2 separate regions of the Capra hircus genome follow, and region 1 is linked to region 2. Evidence: chromatin contacts called from public Hi-C data. All regions are on one chromosome and are shown on one strand. The core of a region is the stretch at or near the end of the contact, and the rest is flanking DNA. Distances in the headings are between cores, read along the strand shown. Region 1 overlaps OTOA (otoancorin). Region 2 holds the start of IGSF6 (immunoglobulin superfamily member 6).

Evidence for each region. Hi-C and Micro-C count contacts between places; a contact is called where the count stands out from the background.
Region 1: a Hi-C map of blood shows a contact between it and region 2, with 2.8 times the contacts expected there. The contact joins the enhancer-like site here to the promoter of IGSF6 in region 2. A contact is called at or near these places in 2 of 5 Hi-C or Micro-C datasets (both in blood).

Annotation. Positions count from the first base shown.
Region 1 is chr25:20,131,879-20,135,886 of ARS1.2, forward strand. It overlaps OTOA (otoancorin), which reads left to right. Exons shown (of 28, transcript XM_018039983.1): 10 at 1,466-1,605. Among named protein-coding and RNA genes, the nearest start is that of OTOA, 22 kb to the left of the region's middle. Within about 2 kb of position 1,388, at least 1 of the 5 cell types and tissues checked has an H3K27ac peak or open chromatin away from gene starts, as enhancers often do.
Region 2 is chr25:20,085,395-20,088,920 of ARS1.2, forward strand. IGSF6 (immunoglobulin superfamily member 6) reads right to left here and starts at 2,267. Exons shown (of 6, transcript XM_005697599.3): 1 at 1,713-2,267. The coding sequence starts at 1,779. The region is part of intron 4 of METTL9 (methyltransferase-like protein 9); the gene reads left to right.

The DNA.
Region 1 (4,008 bases), core at 138-2,637, 46 kb after region 2:
AGAACTCAGGAATGCTGAGGAATGCTGCCAACAGGGGAGGCTTTCATAAAGAGTTTGGGGCTTGCCACCAGTTCGTACCCTGTGTCCCCTAACTTTCTACTGGCCAGTGAAAGAAGTGTTTGCATCAAATGACTGGCCCGTTCGAGGACTGACTGACCCAACCACGTCTGGTTATTATGAAATCAGAGGCAGAAGTAGGTTCCTCTTTCTTTAAAACAAATATTTCCTTATTTGGCTGTGCCAGGTCTTGGTTGCAGTATGTAGGATCCTTAGTTGTGGCACGTGGGTCTAGTTCCCTGACCAGGTTTAGAACCTGAGCCCCCTGCACTGGGATCATGGAGTCTTAGCCACTGGACCACGAGGGGAGTCCCTAAGGTTCCTCTTTTTACCTGACAGGCTGGGAATATTTCAGATGTCTCTCAGTTTCATAACCCTCAGTTTAAAATGGATTAGACCTCCATTTTACTTTTTTAAAGTTGAGTGAACTTCAGAAAGTCGAAAGAGATTAAATTCTCAGAAAACTGGGCCCCTAGCAGGGACTTCTTGAGATCCAGGGGCTGTTCACAACATTTCTTCATCTTCTAAACATGTAGAGAAGGGAGGTGAAGCCACAGGGTACCAACACTCAGAGGGAATTTCTTATGGACGTAGAGCACAATCCATGAGGGAGAGACAGCTTTATGAAATCTTTAAGCGAAGAATAACAGGGCCTCAAAATATAGGAGACCTCAGTGCGACACTCTTGGACACACAGGCAAAAAGTGAACAATAATAGAAAGAACCTGAAGAGTATATTTAATAAAGTTGAATGCATTATGTATATATTTACATAATAAGTGTGTGTTAAATATTATGTAAACATGTATTTACATATATATTGTATACATATATCCAACTTTATATCTTACAGAGAGAACACACATTCTTTTTTTAAATCACCTGGGGGTCATTTACAAACCAATTTATCTATTTTAAAAATTCTGATTCCCCAAAGCAAACAATTTGTGGACCACATTCTCTGACCTCAATAAAACAAATCTAGAAATAAATATGCAAGTATTAGCTTGAAAAAAGTTCAACTGCTCCTATATTAAAAAAGAAAAACTTTCCTAAATAACAGGTGGATTGTAGAAGAAACTGAAGCAGCGGTTACAGACCATTAGGAAATCAATGTCACTTAGTTACCAAAGAGGAAATGGGATGAGGGACCGATCAATTAGGAGTTTGGGATTAGCAGATCCATGCCTCTATATATAAAAAAGATAAACCACAAGGTCCTACTGTATAGCATAGGGAACTATATTCAATATCTTGTAATAAACTATTACAGAAAAAAAAGAAATCAGTGAAAATGAGGAATGGGCATCTCCAGGGGCCTGGGGGCGGGGCACAGCACAGGCCACCGGGGCGGGGCTTCACAGGGCTCCTGCAGCCCCCCACTGATCTTCCTGGCCTCCTCCACCAGATTGGGCTGTTTATCAGCTATGACAACGCCACCAAGCAGCTGGACACGGTTTATGACATCACGCCTGAACTGGCCCAGGCGTTTCTGGAGAGGATCAGCTCCTCCAACTTTGACATGAGGAATACCTCTACCATCCACAGGCAAGGAGTGTGGGCACTGGGCCCCCAGAGCTGTTTCCTACCTAAGCATCAGCTTTCTCTGAGCAGCAGAAGAGCTGGGGAGGGGAGGGAGGTGGCTGATCCATCTCTTTGAATTGTCCCACGTCTCTGTGCATGTGAGGGAGGTGTTTCCCCAAAGAGATCCCTTTAAAGAGGTTATGAAGTGGAGAAGAAAACAAAATGTGTTTAAAGCATCTCCTATGTGCTAACATTTTATACAGCCTTACCTATCAAGTACTAAGATTCCAGCTCTAAGCACAGAAGTGGAACTTTTTACATTCTTGGTATTCCCTCCATTCCAAGTTGTAAATGTGTCATTTACAATTGGTTAGGTCGGGTATTGGAAATAGCTCACGGGCCTCACATTTGTGAACCTGTTGTATCCTAGACCCTCAGGCAGGGAGCCCTGGCGTGAGGTCAGCTCTAGAATTTAGTGATTATAACCTGATTCCCAGGAACTGGAACCATTTCGAGCAGGGAAGGGCCAGGAGCTGCGTACTTGGTGACCGCAGAAAGGGTTTGAATGTTGGGGGTAATTGCGCAGTGGGGAGGGGTGGTGGGCACCGTTCACCCATCTCTTCTCCATCTCCCAGGGTCTTACTGTCACAGATCTTCCTCTGACAGCATCACATGACCTTACATTTTCCAAAGTCACCTGCAGAGAATATTCTCATATAGAACCCTTACAACCCTCTTCTCCTGTCCTTAGTAATTTTCACTCAATGGCATGGGCCCTATTTTTTCTAGTCAGTTCAGTTTAGTTGCTCCGTCGTGTCTGACTCTTTGCGACCCCATGGACTGCAGCAGGCCAGGCCTCCCGGAGTTTACTCAAACTCACGTCCATCGAGTCGGTGATGCCATCCAACCTTCTCGTCCTCTGTTGTCCCCTTTCTCCTACCACCTTCAGTCTTAGTTACACAAAAAATAGTGTAGTGATTAAGAACATGGGGCCTGGAGGCAGAAGTCCTGGGTTTGATCCTGGCTCTGCCACTTACAAGTTGGGTGATCTGCACCTCCCTGTGAATCTACTTCCCCATCTGTGAAATGGGAGCTAATAAACTGCCTATTTCATTAAGACCCTTGTAAGGATTAAGCACATTTGCACATAGAAAGTGCTCAGTAAATATTAGTTATTCTTAACATGATTATTAATATTCGGTCTTCACTTTCTCTGAGTATTTTTTCTCTTTAGACACACTTTAAAGTCCTTTCCCTGAGCTGGTTGCTTTCCTGGGGACCTGTCTGAGAGTGTCACTGTTTGATCATGGCCAACTAGGTGGTCCAACCACGCTAAGTCAAGTAGATTTCATACTAATGCTAAGAGCATCGTTTCAGAATAAGTGCTTAGCATCTACCAGGAAGTATGCTAATCACTTGGTATGCATCTTCTCATTTAACCCCCACAGTACTCCTTATTCTTTCATTCATCATATTTATTATGACGTGCTATGATGGGCGGAGAAGGCAATGGCAACCCACTCCAGTACTCTTGCCTGGAAAATCCCATGGATGGAGGAGCCTGAAAGGCTGCAGTCCATGGGGTCACTAAGAGTCGGACACGACTGAGCGACTTCACTTTGACTTTTCACTTTTATGCATTGGAGAAGGACATGACAACCCACTCCAGTGTTCTTGCCTGGAGAATCCCAGGGACGGGGGAGCCTGGTGGGCTGCCGTCTACGGGGTCGCACGGAGTCGGACACGACTGAAGCGACTTAGCAGCAGCAGCAGCAGCAGCTATGATGGGCAAAGGAAACCTCCCCATTAAAAGCTTAGAGAGGCAGGGTTATGGTAGAGTGTGCGCTGCACAGCCTTGTGTAGCTTGCAGAGAAGTAACTTGCTGGAAGTCAGATGTCTCATAGAGCTGAGCTTCAAATTCCAGTTGGGGGTGAAGGTGTGTTCTTAACCAATAGATGCAGTGCTTCCAGCTAGACCAGGGGTCAGATCTCATCTCTGCTCCTACATTGTTCTGACTCCTGTCTTTTTATTTTCTTTTGAAGCATCATCATCTAGGGGTGTTGGCTGTAAATAAATATCCTGGAAAAATCCTGGAAATAAACTTCTGCTTCAGAGAATCCCTCAGGGTGGGCAAATCCCTTATCTCTGTGTGGATAAGGAAAGCTTTCTTTGTATCCCTTAATGCCCCAGGAGGAGAGACAGCATAGTTGGATGGATCTAGATTTAAGGCCCAGTACCACTTGCCTTAATCTGTCTGAGTCTCAGTTTACCCTTCTGTGAAATGGGGCTAATGAGAGTACTCACCTTGCAGGGTTGTGATGAGCTAATCCAGGTTAAAGGGCTCAACACGGTTCCTGGTGCTTAGCAGCTGCTATGATTGTGACCTCTTGGTTCTAACTGGAGTGGAGTCTTGGTTGTGGCCCCCTC
Region 2 (3,526 bases), core at 1,017-3,516:
TGTTACTTGTACAATTGGAGATGAGCTGGGAGATTTTTAGCAACCTGGTAAAGGTAAACCAGATGAGTGGGTAAAGTCAAGTCACTGGAGAAGACCAGGCTTCCTGCGTCTTCAGCTGAGGGGTTTAGCCTCACTCCTAAGGCTGGTAACTGCGGCCGCAGGTCTCCTACCCAGACTTACTCACCTTAGAAGTAGAGAAGCGGCCTTGTGAGGTATAGTAATGGGCCTGCCAGAGTCGTGAAGTTAAGCAGCAAGGTCCCAGTGTCAACTCCTCCATGAGGTAGTTTTTAAAAGGGAAGCTGTCTTTCAACATTTTTCCTTGAGAACTAGTGTTCCAGGGTAAAATAAATACTTGCAGCTTTGGAGTTTCATATCTCTGCTCATGACCGCCTTGGAAGGGAGAAAACCCGGTGTGGTGGTTTCCTGTGAGAGCCCAGGCTGTGAGGAGACGGCTGCTCCCCGCAACCGCCCCCGCCCCCGCCCCCGCCCGCCCCCGCGCGTGGATGAGGCGGCAGCTTAGAGCGGAAGGGAAGTTTGGATAATGTGTCAGCCTGCAGCCCACTCCTGTCAAGAGCTGCGCTTGAAGGACTCTCGCATTCTGTAGGGTTTCTTTTTAAACACAGTACCCTCTGAAAAAGGTTGAAAGTTTATCTTCTTAGTGAAGGGAATGAAAAAAGATTACTGTTTTTGAAGACCAAGCTAGAAAATACATAGAGAAGTAATTTCTGAACTTTCTAAAAAACGCCTTTATGGAAAATTTCGAACATACGCAGAAGTAGTTGACCAGCACAGCAACTTCTCCACCATCACCTGACTTCAGCCCAGGCTTGTTTCAGCTCTTCTCCCTAACTTGTGCCTTTACTCTCTCGTTATTTTAGGGCAAATTCCAGGTAATTTGTCTGCACATCTTTCAGTATATATCTTTGAAAGATAATTCTTTTAAAAAATAATGCTAATTAGACTGCTCTATAAAAGTAATATATATACTTATTAGGGAATTAATAGACTTATTACTGAAAGTAGAAACAAAAAAGTCACCCATAGTCCTTTCACCACTCTGCCCCTACCAAATCACGGTTAACATTTTAAAATATTTCTTTACAGATGAGAAAAAAATAAGAGCTTTTGTTCCCTTTCCTGGCCTATGACCCAAACTTTGTGAGCAAATCTGAGATTATGAGATTTTTTAGAACAATGATGAAATTATTAGAACTGTGATATCGGAAACTCTCTCATAGAGAAAAAACAGGCAAAAGTATCCATATATTTGTGATATGGTTATTTTTGAAGGAAGGAGCCATAGCAGTTTTTTTAAATGACAGGTACTTCAATTTATAGAAATTCAGCTTTTTCTGAAACACTGTTCTTTAAAAAATATTCAATTATTTAGTGCAGAGTCAGTTTGCCTGTATGGGAACTGAATTGTTAATGATTAATGTGATTTTATGAATATTTTCAAGCCTTTGTTTGGAGAGGTACTCTTGTCTAAAGCAGCATGATAGCAAAGGAAATTTTCAATGTTAATATTAATTTTTTTTCTCAACTGTTTTTTTATTACCTATTTCTCTGAGAAAAAAGGAAATTTGTCACCTTAGACAGTTTCCATAATGTTATACATTTAAAAATCTGTAGGGGGTTAAAATATAAATGAATTTTTAGATGAAAAGTAGCAATTGATTTAAATAAAATGGAGGGAAAAAAAAGAACCTTACCGACATAAAACAGAATCAGATTGAGTTCCAGACCGAGAATAATCTTTCCTCTGTTCACAGTCTCCATTTCTGTGTGTATGTGTGAGGTGTGGGAGTGTGTATTTGAGGAGAGTTTTGGCTTTTTTTTTTTTTCCTCTAAGAAAGGAAGAACCAAAGAGAGGAACTCTTATTGAGGAACCATAATTGGGAACTTTTTGAAATTGTGTAAAGATTGTTTGTAATGCAGTTTCACCATTTAAAGTTGAGATTTTAGCTTAGAGCACACTTCTAAATGTTCATATGGTCACGTTTTTCTTGGGTTTTACAAAGCCTCAAAGATGTTAGATGTTTTGGGTGAGATTTTGATTTACCTTGGTGCATATTCCTAGAAAGTATTGTTTGACAGATAAATCATACTTAAATTTTCTAGAGCAGTTCAGTCTGTGCTCTTGGGCATCTAATTTGTTCTTGGTGCTGGGCTGATAACTGCTGGAAATCGAGGAGAAGCAGAAGGAAATACCTTCATGTAGTGTGCTAAGTCGCTTCAGTTGTGTCCGACTCTCTGCGACCCTATGCACTGTAGCCCACCAGGGTCCTCTGTCCATGGGATTCTCCAGGCAAGAATACTGGAGTGGGTCATTATGCCTTCCTCCAGGGGCTTTTCCCAACCCAGGGACTGAACTCACATCTCTTCCGTCTTCTGCATTGGCAGACGGACTCTTTACCACTAGCACCACCTGGAAAGTCCATCTTCATGTAGAGATGAGAAAAATCAGTGAACGATGAATAAATAAGTTGGGTGCCATTAACTAATTGTATCCCAGTTTTGTTTAGTCACTAAGTCATGTCCAACTGTTTGCGACCCCATGGACTATAACCTGCCAGGCTCCTCTGTCCCTGGAATTTCCCAGGCAAGAATACAGGAGTGGGTTACCATTTCTTTCTCTAGGGGATCTTCCCAACCCAGGGTTCAAATCTGCATCTCCTGCATTGGCAGGAGATTCTTTACCACTAAGTCACCTGGGGAGCCCTTGTGCCCCAGTTTTGTGTGACCGCTTTTATTGTGAAATAAATGTGTGGAATCTTTGTCATCCAGAACCCCATCCTAGTCCCTCGGGGGCTTCATCAGTCAGGTTCTTTGTAAACAGCAGAAAGTGACTTGGGCTGACTTAATAAGCAAAAGGGAGTTTATTGAAAGGATTTGAGGGTAGCACACTGAGTCCCTGGGAGGACTGGAGAATCATGTGTTGGGGTCTACATGCAAGACACATGCCCTGAAATCTGCTATAAAGCTGATGTGAAGAGCACACTGCCCCCGGCAAGCATTGCTGCCTTGGCGTGGGCCACAGCCTGTCAGTAGTACCACTCCGTGCTGCCCGAGCTGCTTGGACTCACACCACTGCTCCGCCTTCCCAGAGAAGGAGCCTCACGTCCCCACCTCTGGGCCACTTGCTCCTCATTTCAGGTCGCGGCGAGTGTTTCTGAGCTTAGGTCATGAGCCAGTGCCTGAGCTGCAAGAAAGAGGAGGGGGAAGCTGCTTCCCCAGGCTTTGCCTTCCACGGGGAAGAGGGGTGCTCACTGCCGGAGAGAATGAAGCCCTCTCCACTGTACCGTTTGTATGCTTGGCACTTGTTGACTATATATTTCGTCATTTACAGAAAGTTATTCTCAATCTGTATTTAGTAATACTTTTAACATTACTGTATATTTTTTTTTTACATCATTGTTGTGTCGGAAAGCACCCCCCAGATTTTATATATACCACTGTGTGTGTGTGTGCGCGTCTGTAGTCAGTGCTTGGTATGTATGTGAACTGAAGACTTTTTCTAGCCCCC